3 separate regions of the Sus scrofa genome follow, and all the other regions are linked to region 2. A link is a contact called in public Hi-C and HiChIP or PLAC-seq data. All regions are on one chromosome and are shown on one strand. Each heading gives the region's core, a stretch centred on a gene start, on an enhancer-like site or on the middle of the called end of the contact. The rest is flanking DNA. Distances are from core to core; before and after follow the strand shown. Region 1 holds the start of RAD18 (RAD18, E3 ubiquitin protein ligase). Region 2 holds the start of THUMPD3 (THUMP domain-containing protein 3). Region 3 holds the start of TADA3 (transcriptional adaptor 3).

The links. A called contact is a pair of places that touch in the nucleus more often than the background predicts. HiChIP or PLAC-seq counts read pairs in DNA pulled down with a chosen protein or histone mark.
Region 1: a contact with region 2 is called in a Hi-C map of skeletal muscle, with 5 times the contacts expected there. The contact joins the promoter of RAD18 here to the promoter of THUMPD3 in region 2. A contact is called at or near these places in 2 of 47 Hi-C or Micro-C datasets (embryonic fibroblasts and skeletal muscle) and 1 of 2 datasets of contacts at active chromatin or transcription factors (alveolar macrophages).
Region 3: a contact with region 2 is called in an H3K27ac HiChIP or PLAC-seq map of alveolar macrophages. The contact joins the promoter of TADA3 here to the promoter of THUMPD3 in region 2. A contact is called at or near these places in 1 of 5 promoter capture datasets (liver) and 1 of 2 datasets of contacts at active chromatin or transcription factors (alveolar macrophages).

The regions. Positions count from the first base shown.
Region 1 is chr13:65,356,823-65,361,439 of Sscrofa11.1, reverse strand. It overlaps RAD18 (RAD18, E3 ubiquitin protein ligase), which reads left to right and starts at 2,298. Exons shown (of 14, transcript NM_001142833.1): 1 at 2,298-2,427; 2 at 3,906-3,987. The coding sequence starts at 2,377.
Region 2 is chr13:65,718,755-65,723,459 of Sscrofa11.1, reverse strand. It overlaps THUMPD3 (THUMP domain-containing protein 3), which reads right to left and starts at 2,904. Exons shown (of 11, transcript XR_002338099.1): 1 at 1,913-2,904; 2 at 150-437. The region is part of intron 1 of SRGAP3 (SLIT-ROBO Rho GTPase-activating protein 3); the gene reads left to right.
Region 3 is chr13:66,076,701-66,081,596 of Sscrofa11.1, reverse strand. It overlaps TADA3 (transcriptional adaptor 3), which reads left to right and starts at 1,625. Exons shown (of 10, transcript NM_001206536.1): 1 at 1,625-1,831; 2 at 1,954-2,011; 3 at 2,706-2,938. The coding sequence starts at 2,732. ARPC4 (actin related protein 2/3 complex subunit 4) reads right to left here. Exons shown (of 7, transcript NM_001206535.1): 2 at 1,096-1,160. The coding sequence starts at 1,098.

The sequences.
Region 1 (4,617 bases), core at 1,049-3,548, 360 kb after region 2:
ATGGGCCATGAATTTGGGCCCCAGGTCCAACAAGTGATGCCTGCTTCCAAGCCTGTCTTCATAGCTGGATAGGAAGTGAGCATTTCTTTCCCCGTCTTTTCTCGCTTCTCTTCCTTCCCCATTACTTTTCTCTTTCCTCATCTCCTTTTCCTTCTCTTACCTCTCTGGCGCTTTACCACCTTCAAACTTGTTACCAACTAGTACCATAAAAGAATGATTACTGTGTGTGTGCTCAGGCCTGGGATCTGGTCTTGGTCTCATTTCCTTTGTCTTCCTAAGCCTACCGCATTCTGCCTGCATCCAGAACCAGGCTACACATCCAAGGCAGCCTGGAATTCATTTGCATGCCCTTTTCTGATTGGTTGATACAAACCCACTGCATCCTTAACCTGCCATTCCCCCACCTTCCTATTGGAGCCTCACTAGGTCCAGCATTCTGGGGTCCTCAGATCTCTGCCCTGAAGCGTTCTCTGCTCAGTTATTCCTTGATAAAGTGTCAATGGATAATCCCTTCTGGTTTGGAGTTAAAAGTTTTAGATTCAGAACTGGTCTTTGCCACTGACGAGCTGTGTGTTCTTGAATGAGTCCTTTTGCATCTCTGAGATTCAGTTCCTACATCTAGAAAATGAGATGATTTCTCATGATGAAGTAGTTATGAGAATACTCTGGTTAAAATGGATTCTTAAGCCAGATTGCCCAAGTCAAATCCTTCCTCCTGCACTTAACTAGTTCCACTTCCATACTTAAGCCAGTTATGTTTATTTCCCTTTTCTCATTTGGTTGGAGTGAGTCTGAAATAATTCTACATGTGAAAAAAAAATCTAGAACAGTGCTCTGCATACAAAGGTCTAATAAGTGTCAGCTATTACTGTAATGGATGTTAAAGTTCTGTGTCCAAATGCCGTTAATATTATTATTGTCCAATGAGATTTGGGCACAGGTTAGGAAAAATCAATTGAAAACATCTCTGCCTCATGGGTCAGAAGTTCCTTATGAAGAGAGTCTGAAAGAGTGAAGCATTAACCTCTCTGAGCCTCCATGTCTTCATCTGTAAAATGGCAATAACAATCTCACTTCTGCCTACTTTACAGGGAAGCTCTGACTGGTCAATGGTAAGTACTTAAAAAAAAAAAAAGATTTGTTGAAGGAGTGAGTACATGGACTATGTGGGGGTGCCAGTGACAAGCCGCAGAGGTCTTCCCTGAACAATGTAACTGTGCTGATTTGCTGCCCATGAAACCTAATGTGATGGAGGCCCACATCAGGCAGGGGATCAGTGCTGAGTTGAACAGACAGACTGGATAGTGTGCTGATCAGTGCTTCATGTTTGGGTAATGGACACTCATACTCGATTGGTGAGTGTTTAAATATACTGGTACAGCCTTTTTGGAAAAGTCTAGCTATAACAGTGATAAAACAGCACACAAATTAACCTAGTAATTCCATCTACTAGAAATCCCCTAGATATTCTGGCTCAAATATGCCAAGATTTTCATAGATAGTAAGTATGTTCACTTCAACTCTTTGCAATATCGAAAAACTGGAAATAATGTAAAGTGTCCTCAGTATGGGAGTGGATACATAAATTTCAGTAATCTGTATGATGGACAATGTAGCTATTAAAAAGAATGAGATAAATCCATAAAACGGAGCCGTTTCAGGAGGAATCTAAGTTAACCGAAAAATTCAAATTGACAAAAGTATGATTTACCACAATAATATTCGTGGAAAAAAACTGTAATTATGTATCTGCACAGGAACTACCTGGAAGGCTACACTCCAAAGTTAAGATAGTTAACCATCCTAGTTGATGAAAGAGCTCTTATTTAAAGTCCAGAGGCCCTATTTGTAGTCTGGTCAAAGACACCGTGTGACTCAAGGAAACTATTCACTTTTGGGGGCCAAAGCGAACTTTTGTGAAAGCTAACGATAATGTTTACCTCTTAGTATTGTGATGCGGTGAGATGAAATAATGGATTTGAAAACCCTGGCTCACAGCAGGGACAGATCGTCATAGCAATCAGAGAAGGTGACTGGAAAGAGGGGGCGTGAGCCTAGACTTTGAAATGTTTAGCAAGGCCTGGATTTCGTTTGATGCCAGGCTATCTTTTCCCAACATTCAACAGGCATTTATTTATTAAGTGTCTGTACAAAACCGGATGTCGTGGAGAGGCGAAGAGGAAACCCCGCGCGTGCGCAATGAGAGCACCTTTGGCTGCGCTCCGCCCACGTACTACAACTCCCAACAGGCACCGCTCGCGTGTCAGGCGCGTCGCGAAATGCTGACGTACCTCAGTAGCGCGGGGAATTTCGAGTGGCAGTGGGGCACTGGAGACCAGTGGGTAGCGGATACCCCCCGCTTTTTTAGGGGAGACCATGGACTCCTTGGTCGAACAACGGTGGCCTCCGGGGCTGGCAGTCATGAAGGTGAGTGTTTCGGGGGGGTTGGGGGCGCCCGGCGTCCGCAGGAGGCCAGCCCCGGCTTAAGGAGGAGAAAGGATGAGGCGCCAGTGGCGAGCTGGGCCAGGGTACCTGGCTCTTCGCTGCCACTTGCCAACCGCTTGGCTTTGGACTTCAGTTTCCTCCCCTGGGAGGTGCCGGGGATAAGCCTTGGTCCATTATGGTGATCCAAGGTTGGCCTTCGTATGGAACCGATCATTCTCCGAGTCAGCCACAACAGTAACAGAGAACTGGAGGGAAGCAGTTACTCCAAACAATGGAAACAACAGTGACACCTAATTCTTAGGGCTTACTACGTGCCATGCATTATGTAAACTCTCCCAGTTCTTTAGTTGAGAATCTGACACCGTATGTGATTTGGGGTGAATCCTGCATCAGATAACTCTTGATCGCTTAGCAAGGCAGGTAGTCTCCTTTACATTTCTCTTTAATTTCTTCCAGTTACCTTCAAGAAGCCTAGTGCTAATTTGTCTTAATTCCTCTCTGATGTGTCCTGACTCCTAATAGTTGTGCATCTCTCTCTTTTAAACAAAGAAATCAGGACTGGGGCCCAGCACTAGCCTTTGATCTCATTGCAGTATTTTACTGAAAGAACACTGATTTTTGCGGCTACTTTGTTTTTGGCGAGGCATTCCAGTTTCCATTTACCATAGTGGTGAGTTCTGGATTCTCCTATGTTTGGTTAAGAGCAAATACACTATGCTGTGCTAGCTACAATCAGTTGCTTGGTTTTTCTCCTTGTTCTGTGTTTCTCTTTGCGATTGTGAGCAGGATCACCTTCTTCTGTTCCTTAGTTTGGTAAATTTGAGGATTGTGGTGTCTGTTCCACTGACTCATAAGGCTGACTCTAGGGATTAAGTGAAGGAACGTGGGGGAGGTTAAAGGAGGTATAAGGCCATGTTCTACCTGCTGCCACCAGTGTCATCTCTATTGCTTGGGGACTTGAGATAGCCCTATGGTGAAAAGCTGACATCATGGAAGGATCTAGGAAAGCTGTGGTTTTAAAGTTGTGGTGGCTTTGGCACCAAGACGCAGTGGTGCAGTGGAGAAGAACACAGATTTGAGTTCCAGTGGTTCTGGATTAAATTTGCTCTCTGCTTCATATTTAACTGTGACCCTGATTCAGTTACCTAACCTCTCTGAGCCTCAGTTGCCTCATCTATAAACTGGAAATAGAAATAAATAGTTTATAAGGCTGATTAAATGTGTGTGAATTGGGATGCTGTCTGGCTTATTCACTGTGCCTAAACACAATGGTGCTCAAAAATGACTTGCTAGTTGATTGAAGGTATCTAGCATGTGGTAAGCATTAAATTAATAAATCTTTATTATTAGCATGAAGAAATATTATTAGTTTTTTTTTTTAGGGGATGGAGAAAGATCTATGGCAGATGTTCCAATCTTGGTGGCTTTCTGATAGGCATATACGTATTTTTGCATTTCAGCCAGTAGATGATTTGCTGCGGTGTGGAATTTGCTTTGAATATTTCAACATTGCAATGATGATTCCTCAGTGTTCACATAACTGTAAGTATGTACTCCTTCTGTGAGGTAGTAAAAGTGTGATTTTTATGTAATGTAGTGTTCATTTAACACCAAAAATTAGTACACATACTTATTTCTCACTTTTATTTAGCTTCTCTGTCTTGAAGTTTTCAGGTCTTTTCCATGACCTCCCTCTTGAATAGTAAATATTTTGTATGGGCTCTGATGTTTTTCTACCACTTCCCTCTTGAATGCTTTTATGCCCTTTGTAACATTTACAAGAGTAATGGTTTTGATCACTATGTATGTTTATTTATCCAACACTTCTAGATGTTAAATTTCAGAATTTTTGTTTTTAACAGGATAAGAGATAGGTGGTTCAACCAAGTAGTCCTTGGCATGGAATTTAAAGTTTAAAAAAAAATCCCAGTGGGAGAGTTCTTCCACTGAAGAGTATTACAGACAGAATTATCACTTAACTTGCTCTGTGATGCTGGAAAGAATCATATATTGAGTCTATACTTCTCTCTATGAGGCTAGTATGTAAATATTGTTATACTGTAGCTTGACATATGTAGTGCATAGGAGTGCACCTGTCATTGTTCAGGATCTGCCCTCCAGTTTATGAATTATCTAGGCTTGGGATCTCCCTTATTATCTATTTTCCAGTTG
Region 2 (4,705 bases), core at 1,655-4,154:
TAATCAAACTCACAAATCAGTACCCAATGGCAAACATAGTAATACTTTAAAAACACCTGATTTGGGGCAGAGCAGAGCAAAGCAAAACTAGAAAGCAACCATAAAATGATCTATTTAGAAAATTATTTTAAATATTGCTTCATTCAAACCTGAGCCAGACTTTCCACTGAAATGTCAAAATATATCTTGCCCCGGTCTTTGCTGATTTTGCATGATGATCCCAATTTCTCTCTCACTTCATCTGCAGCTGTTTGCTCAAAACCAGTAGGCACAGTGGCTCCAATAGTGACTCGGAGATGCTCGGACTCACTTTTGGGGCCACTTTCGGTCACTTGTGTAGAGCTCTGGTTCTCAAGAAGATTCACATCCAGGAGTGGGTTAGTGGACTCTTGAACATCAGACATACTGGCAGTGCTTCCAAGATCCTGAATATAATCCTTTCAAAAGTAGTACAGATAAAGAAATCATGCCCAAACATTATCACCTCTTATTTCAACTATAATTAAAAATATTTTCAGAGTTCCCATTGTGGCACAGTGGAAATGAATCCGACTAGTATCCGTGAGGATGCAGGTTCCACCCCTGGCCTTGCTCAGTGGGTTAAGGATCTGGCATTGCCATGAGCTGGGATGTAGGTAGCAGATGCGGCTCAGATCTGGTGCTGCTGTGGCTGTGGTGTAGGCAGGCAGCTGCAGCTCTGATTCAGCCCCTAGCCTGGTAACTTCCATATGCTGCAGGTGCGACCCTAAAAAGATTAAAAAAAAAAAAATTATTAAACAAGCAATATAGATACTATGGAAGAAAAAGAGACAGTATTTTCACAGCATCAATGTTTGGTTTGGGAGCACCTAGCCTGATAACAGCCATCACATAAATAAAACAGTTAATCCCAAAACAGAAGCTGCTAGAGCACATTCAAAAATACTTTGCTGCAGGTGCAGCCCTAGAAAAGGCAAAAAGACAAAAAACAAACAAACAAACAAAAAAATACTTTGGCATATAGTCCTGTTTCAGGAAGCAGTTAGGAACATGGGGCTTTGGGATTTCAGACCAAGGTTTGAATTCTTGCCCTCACCATTCAAAGAATGACTAAAAAAAGTTTATTCTCCAATGCCTCAACTTCCTCACCTGCCAAATGAGAACCGAAAAATGACTCTCTCTGGCAGCTGTTGAAAGACTTAAGTGGGAATAGCATACTGCTATTGAGCATACTGATTAAGGATGTCAATTTTTCTCCTTGAAGTGGTTATTCATGCATTTTAAAATGATCAAAAAAGAATACCTACTATCTAGTTACAACAAATATTTGAATGTCTAGAAGAGTCCAGACCCTGGGATCCAAAGATGGGCATCAAGAGAGATGTGAACAGTAAGCCAAATTTCCTTTACCTGAGCATTTGGTAGGATAAGGGACGAGGTGGAGTATAAGGGTCTAGAAAGCTGGGAGTGGAGATCAAAAGCTCTCAACAGATGTTCAAAGATTTTGTGAATCAAAACAACTTAAGTAGGCGCAGAGTACCTACACTGTCCTTGTTCTGAATCTGGGACAGGACACGGTGTCTAACACAAATAACATTCAGTCCCCGCCATTAAGGAGCGCACAATCAGTGATACGACTTCTATCTTCCAAATAAGGCAGATGAAGCTCACGGAAAGACCTACCAAGATCAGAGAGCTAACCAGTAGCGCCGGCTGGAATGAAACCCACGTTTCCCGACACCCACCCCCAGGGCCCAAATCACAGGAAACCCGGGGAGCTGATGAAACCCAGTAAAAGGGAGTGAGAAGGGCTCCGCCGTGGATCGGGCTGAAGTGCACCCGTCGACAGCCAGGGTCTCAAGAGGACGGTTGACTCTCCCTCCCAAGGGTCATTGGTACCCTACCCGGCCACTCCCACCCACCGCCCGTTTACCAGCCGCCTGCGCTGACCCTTCCGGCTCCGGGACCACGCTGCCCGACGCGCTCAGGTCACGCCGCCGGAAACTGCCTCGGCGCCCCGGAAACGGAAGTCGAGTGGCACGGCCATAGCGGCACCAACCTGGGGGCGGGCTCTGGTGCACGTCGGGAGGAAGAGCGTTTGTTTGCAGGGTGGACTTCGGTAGGTGGTGGTCCGCTCCTGCAGTTGCGGGCAGGACTCCCTGCAGGCAGAATCTGGAACGCCGTTGGCCTCGTCGTCAGTTGTGGTAGTGGTCGATGTTAGTGTTTATCCCGCTGGTTCCGAGTAAGCGCTTCACACACGTAAATTCATTTGTTCCAGCAACTTTCAAGCAGGGGCCACTCTGTTTTAAAGCCGGCGAACCTGAGTCTCACAGAGGCTAAATGTTTTGCCCCCAAAGTAACATGTTACCTAACGTATGTTACTATTGTTTACTTAGTATTTTTCTTTAAATACTTGAGGAAGGTTAACTGCCAAGAATTTTAAAAGAGAATTTTATTTAAGCCAAACTGAGGATTATAACCCTGGAAGGAGATTTCTCTGAAAACCCTGAGAATCGTTTTGCCTCGGAAGGCATAGCCATATACGTTTTTTGTCTTGTTTTTGTTTGTCTTTTTTGGGGCCGTACCCACCGGCATATGGAAGTTCCCAGGCTGGGGATGGAATTGGAGCTACAGCTGCCGGCCTACACCACAGCCACAGCAACGCCAGATGCAAGTTGAGTCCTCAACCTGCACCACAGTTTATGGCAGCATCGGATCCTTAACCCACAGAGCGAGGCCGGAAATTGAACCTGAGTCTTCGTGGATACTAGTCGGGATCTTTAACCACTCAGTCACGATGGGGTGGGGGGAGTCTTGTCATATATATTTTTTAGACAAGGAATCATACATCAAAATGACATACTGATATTTTTTATAAAGTTCACCAAGGATACATAGTCCAGGTAAGCAACAAGTCACCATAACCTCTTTCAGAGATGAGAAAGTACACTATTCTTTTAAGAAGTTACATTGCTGGGGTTAGAAGAAAAAAAAAATTGATCTTTGCTGTAAGCAGGCACTTCCATCTTTGAGTAGCTCTGGTTAATGTGTAAAGCACATGAGCGAGGGAGGAGGCCAAACAGAATTTTGCCTTTAATTTTTTCCTTGTCCTGCCTTAAAATATAAATTTTATTTCGTCATACATATCTTCAACTTAAATGATTTTAGAAGGGCATTTTTACAGTTCAACAATGTAAAGATAACCCAGTTTAAAAATGGGCAGAGGCTTGAATATTTCTCTAAAGATGATACACATATGGTAAATAATCACGTGGAACGATGATCAATATCACTAGTAATTAGGAAAATGCAAAGTAAAGCTACGGTAAAATACCTATTTGGTTAAAAGTTTTTTTCTTTTCTTTCTTTTTTTTGTGGTCTTTTTAGGGCCATACCTGTGGTGCATGGAGGTTCCCAGGCTAGGGTTCAAATCAGAGCTGTAGTCCCTGGTCTACACCACAGTCACAGCAATGCCAGATCTGAGCCTCACCTGCCACCTACACCACAATTCATGGCAATGCTGGGTCCTTAACCCACTGAGTGAGGCCAGGGATTGAACCCATCTCCTCATGGATACTAGTCAGATTTGTTTCTGCTAAGCCACAACAGGAACTCCTAAAAGTTTTTTTCAAAATAGGCAGTTCCAAGTTTCAGTAAGAATGTGGTGGATTGGAGCACTTAGGCATTGCCGGTGGGAATGAAAAATGGTACAGCCACTTTGGAGAACAGTTTGTACTTCCCTCAAAAAAGTTAAAGAGTATTGTCGAGAAAAAAAAAAAAAAAAAAAAAAAAGGAGTTCCCGTCGTGGCGCAGTGGTTAACGAATCCGACTAGGAACCATGAGGTTTCGGGTTTGGTCCCTGCCCTTGCTCAGTGGGTTAACGATCCGGCGTTGCCCTGAGCTGTGGTGTAGGTTGCAGACGCGGCTTGGATCCTGTGTTGCTGTGGCTCTGGCATAGGCTGGGGGCTACAGCTCCGATTCGACCCCTAGCCTGGGAAGCTCCATATGCCGCGGGAGTGGCCCAAAGAAATAGCAAAAAGACAAAAAAAAAAAAAAAAAAAATAGTATTGTCATATGACTCAGCATTTCTCCTGGTAGGTATACCCAAGAGAACTGAAAGCAGATGTTCAAACAAAAACTTAGACATGAATGTGCCCAGCAGCATTGAGCATTGGAAATAATCCTAATGTCCTTAGCTGATGAATAGATAAACAAAAGTGGTATATCCACCACACAATCATACAATACAGTATTATTTGGTCATTAAAAAAGTGAAGTACTGAAGCATGCTACAACATGGACGAGTCTTGAAAACTTGCAAAGTGAAAAAAAGTCCATAAAGACCACATATGTGATTCCTTTTGTATGAAATGTCTATAATGGGCAAATTATATAGAGACAGATTTGTGGTTCAGAGCTGGGGGAATGAGGTGGGGGGATGATAGCCAAAGGGTATGGATGGGGTTTATTTTTTGGAGTGTTGAGAATGTCCTGGAATTCGATGGTAGTGATGGTTGTACCACATTGTGACTATACTATGAAACACTGAGTGGTACAGTTTAAGATATTTAAATTGGTAAATTTTACCTCAAAGGAAACTTTTGGTCTCATTGGTAACTCATCTTGCAGTTTCCTCATATGCAAAATGATAAGAGCTTTTGTAAGATTTAAGTGAGATTAACATGTTACCAGGCATATAATTAAAATAGATGGTGCCCTTAAAAAT
Region 3 (4,896 bases), core at 376-2,875, 360 kb before region 2:
CAGCTCCAAGTCAACCCCTAGCCTGGGAACCTCCATATGCAGTGGATGTGGCCCTAAAAAGAAAAAAAAAAAAAAAAAATTCATAGAAGGCAAACCTAAAAAGGATAAATTTTATGTAGCCAGCCCTATGACACCTGCCCTTTCACGATGACGCATTCTGGTGTAATACCTCAACAAATCTGATGTTTAAGAAAAGCAAAAGGCATGGCTTCAATTAGAATATCCCAGGTTTCTAACTGAGGTTATGAAAACACAAAGCCAGAAGACAAACACAAGAGGACAAGCAAGTTTAGGGAAAGAGGAGTTACGGCCTGGAAGTCTAATTTCAAGGTGTCTTCAACACTTCCAGGTGAACCATGAAAGAGGGCTAGACCAGCAGATTTAGGAGTTACCAGAATGCAGACGGTCATGAAGACCTGTATGTTAAATAGGTAGCACCACCAGGGAGAGTGTAAAGAGGAAGCTAGTGAGTCTAAATTGCTATGAACAGCCAGTTATCAAATGAGAGGATTTCCAAGGAGGAAGGAATCAGCAGTATCAGAGCTTACATTCTATAGTAAGACTGATACGGTTGAGTTCCGACCAGGAAGCGGTCTGGGAGGTAGAAGCACAGCTGGGGCAACATGAAGACTGGGATAAGGAAGTTCCACAGAGAACGCTCTCCCTCAGAGAACCATGGGGTCAAGAGGGCAAGAGGGGGGTGCATATTTAGTGAAGGTCTGCACTGGTTGGGGAGGTGGCCCTATTACAAGCCTCAGCGGCCCTACTAAGGGCTACGGGGCCTACTACGTGCCTCCGACGTGCTACCATACCTAGGAGCACCCACTCCCAGCTTCCTCTCTGATTCAGTATCTCCCACCTGCTTCAAAACCCAGACTATGAAGCCGAAAGGCCTGCTTCTTAGGAGGGCGTCCCCCGCTCGCTCCTTTCTCACTTCGGCCCCCGCCCCTCCCTCCTCCCAACCTCATGGTGCCCCCGCACCCCCAGCACCCCACGGCTCAGCGCCTCTCCGCTGCAAAGCCGCATCTCCCCCAAACCCAGAGCCTGAGGACAGAACAGTGGGGGTCCCTGGCCCGGGTCCCGGCTCTCTCTCACCATCGCGGGCGCTGGCTGGGCCGGAAAGCGGAAGTACGGAAGTGGCCAGCCCCGCGACGCCTGCCCTTTCGCGAGAAGCGCAGCCGCAGTCTCCGCCCGGACGTCCGGACTGTACCATCTATGTCCCGAGCGGGGGAGGGAGAAGCTAAAAACACTTGGCACTTCGGAAGTTTTCCCGCTAGGACTGCCGTGGTAGTTTTAGATTCCTGAAGTTTGAAATCACTACTCAAGCTTCTCCCGTCATCGGTGAGGCTCTCGCTTGTGACTTTGGCCTTCTTGTCGTCTTTGCTGCCATCTTCCCTCACAGCCATGCAGTGGTGCAGCCCAGCCTCAGGTTGGGCACCATATTAGGACAAGGCGAGCCGGGGGAGCTCTTCGATCCTTCCGGTTCTGTGCCCCCATCCTTTCTCCGGGCCCCTCCTACCTGCAGCCCTCGGGGCTCAGCGGGACTAACTGCCAAGCGGAGAACCCGGCCGCCGAGCCCCGCCCCCAGGCGCCGGGCTGTTCCCGAGGGTACGCCCGAGGCTTATTCTCTCCACCCCACTAGCAGCGGGCTCACTCGCTGCCGGCAAACTCCCACCCTCGAAAGACCCAGGGGCTGGTCCTCGCGTCTTTCCGCCCCCGCGTGCACTGCTGGGGGCCAGCCCCTAGTCAGTTCCGGGGCGGTAGCTCTCACCGACCGGAACTCCCCGCCCCCACCCGCGGCCCGGGGGCAGTAGGAGGCGGCTAGGAGGAGGTAGAGGGGGCGGGGGCCGCGGTAGGGTGTCCGCGGTAAAGGTCTGGGACCCAGAAGGCGGGACACTGGGGCTATCCATGGGTGGGGCCAGTCATTAACCAGTCCCACTTTTTCTGTGCCAGGCACTGAACTGGGCTCTTGACGGGCATCATCTTTTAATCCTCAGATCATCCCAGGGAGGTAGGTACTATTACTATCCCCGTTTTATAGATTCAAACTTCTTATGGGGAAACAAGCTCAGGTGTCTTTTGTCCCATTTTACGGATAGAAAAACTGAGACTCGAGAGATAATTAACATGTTCAGGGCTATATAAATAGAGGCTGGTCAAGCCAGAGCTTGAATCCTGATGTATCTAGTTTAGCAGTTCACATTCCTTACTATCTGGGGCAAATAGGGAAAAGGTGGGGAGGGTGAAACTAGGAGAGGCTGGGAGGCACAAAGAACGTTAACGTAAGTATGGAATACTTGGAATTCTGGAGTTTAGCAGAACTCTGGAAGAGTGGAGCTGAAGGGAAGAGCATCAGAAGGACAGGCACAGTATAACTGTGGTTAGAGGCACAGACTTAAAACTACCTGAATTCAGATTGCGTGTTGATAAGCATGAACATGTACCCACTCTAACAGTCTCAGTTTTCTCATCCGTAAAATGGAGATCACCATGAGTCACGGGGTTATGTGAGGAATTTAATGAGAAGCCAGTAAAATGTCTGCATCTAGCTTGGTGCACAGTAGGTGCTTTACAAATAGGAACTGTGACTTCAGCCTTAGTAGGATACTGAAGCCTGGCTTTCTTCTTGAGGCTGTCTGAATAGAAGGAGCTCTTGGTCTTTTCTTGTGCCACTTGTCCCCCCATCAGTGGTCCGTTCTCTCCAGCTCCACAGGGTCCCCTATCCTGGGCCATGAGTGAGCTGAAGGACTGCCCCTTGCAGTTCCATGACTTCAAGTCTGTGGACCACCTGAAAGTCTGTCCCCGCTACACAGCAGTGTTGGCCCGCTCTGAGGATGATGGCATCGGTATTGAGGAGCTGGACACTCTGCAGCTGGAGCTTGAGACCTTGCTTTCCTCTGCCAGCCGACGCCTGCGGGTGCTCGAGGCTGAAACCCAGGTGATACCCCACAGAGGGACACCAGGGATGGACTGTGACAGGTTGTGGCATGGGTCACTGAGGTAGCTAGCCCTCTCTGCTGAGGCCTGAGGTATGGGAGCATAGTGGGGGGAAGAGAAACCCAAACTGGGCTTATGTGACGTGTAAAGTATGCAGGAGGAGTTCTGTCGTGGCTAAGTGGAAACGAAGCTGACTAGCATCTGTGAGGACGCAGGTTCAATCCCTGACCTCGCTCAGTGGGTTAAAGATCCGGTGTTGCCATGAGCTATGGTGTAGGTTGCAGACGAGGCTCAGATCTGGCATGGCTGTGGCATAGGCCAGAGGCTACAGCTCCGATTTGACCCCTAGCATGGGAACCTCCATATGCTACAGGTGTGGCCCTAAAAAAAAAAAATCAAAGTAGGAATGTGCATGATCCTCATAAATTTCAGGATTTCTAATCCACTAAGCATCTATTGACCCCCACTCCCCACAATGTTCTGGATCCTGTGCTCATCATTAGAGAGGTAGTGAGGACAATTTGGGCCTTGAGGGAGCTTGCCAACTAAAGAGAGGAGGAGGGAGTTACCATTGAGGCTCAGTGGTAATGAACCCATGTAGTATCCATGAAGATTTGGGTTCAATCCCTGGCCTCGCTCAGTGGGTGAAGGATCTGACATTGCCATGGGCTGTAATGTAGGTCACAAACGTAGTCTGGTTCTGGCATTGCCGTAGTTGTGTCATAAGCCAGCAGCTGCAGCTCTGATTCAACCTCTAGCCTGGGAACCTCTATATGCCACAGGTGTGGCCCTAAAAAGAATGAATGAAGGGAGGAGGAGGGCACACAAGTACCAACTGATGTGCTGTTGTGGTTAGGAGTACTGAGGTAACTGGAATGAGGAGGCCTGGATTTGCATCCTGGCCCAAGCACTTGCCAGCGTTGCTGTTTGCCAGCTATGTGACTTTGCACAAGTTACCTCCTAGTTCTGAGGATCAGTTCTCCATCTGCAAAGTGGGCTGGATAATAGGACCTCCCTCAGAGCTTTTGTGAGGATTTGAAGACTTTTCACAAAGGCTCAGCACAACACCTGATACTAAGTAAGCATGTCAAATGTTATTTATTGGTATACTTCTGATGATTTCTATTTATGGCATAAGCATTCTCTGAGCCCTGTATGCCAGGTGCTATGCCAGATGCGGGGGAACAGAGATGTTTAAAATGAACCTCTGTGTCTCTAACAGCTTATAATCTTGTTGAAGAGACAGAGTACTCTGTTTTTGTTTTTTGTTTTGGGTTTTTTTTGTTGTTGTTTGGTTGGTTGGTTGGGTTTTGTTTTGTTAGGACTACGCCTATGGCATATGGAAGTTCCCAGGCCAGGGGTTGAATCAGAGCTGCAGCTACCAGCCTACACTACAGCAACGCGAGATCCAAGCCACACTTGCAACCTACACCACATGTCACGGCAATACCAGATCCCTAACCCACTGAGCAAGTCCAGGGATCGAACAGCATCCTCATGGATACTAGTCGTGTTTGTCACCCACGGAGCCACAACAGGAACTCCACAAAGTATTCTGTTTGTTCTAGTTATGATCAAACAACACGATTAGTCCTACAGTGGAGGTACAGAGTATCAGAGACTCATAGACAAAGACGATGCCATTTTAACTGGACCTCAAAAGATGAATAAAATTGGAGTTCCCATTGTGACGCAGTGGAAATGAATCTGACTAGGAACCATGAGGTTTCAGGTTCAATCCCTGGCCTCCATCAGTGGGTTGGGGATCTGGTGTTGCCGTGAGCTGTGGTGTAGGTCACAGACACGGCTTGAATCCTGTGTTGCTGTGGCTGTGGCGTCGGCTGGCAGCTGTAGCTCTGATTGGAGCCCTAGCCTGGGAACCCCCATGTGCCTCAGGTGCAGCCCTAAAAAGCAAAAAAAAAAAAAAAAAAAGAATGAAATTAACTCGTGGGAGTTCCC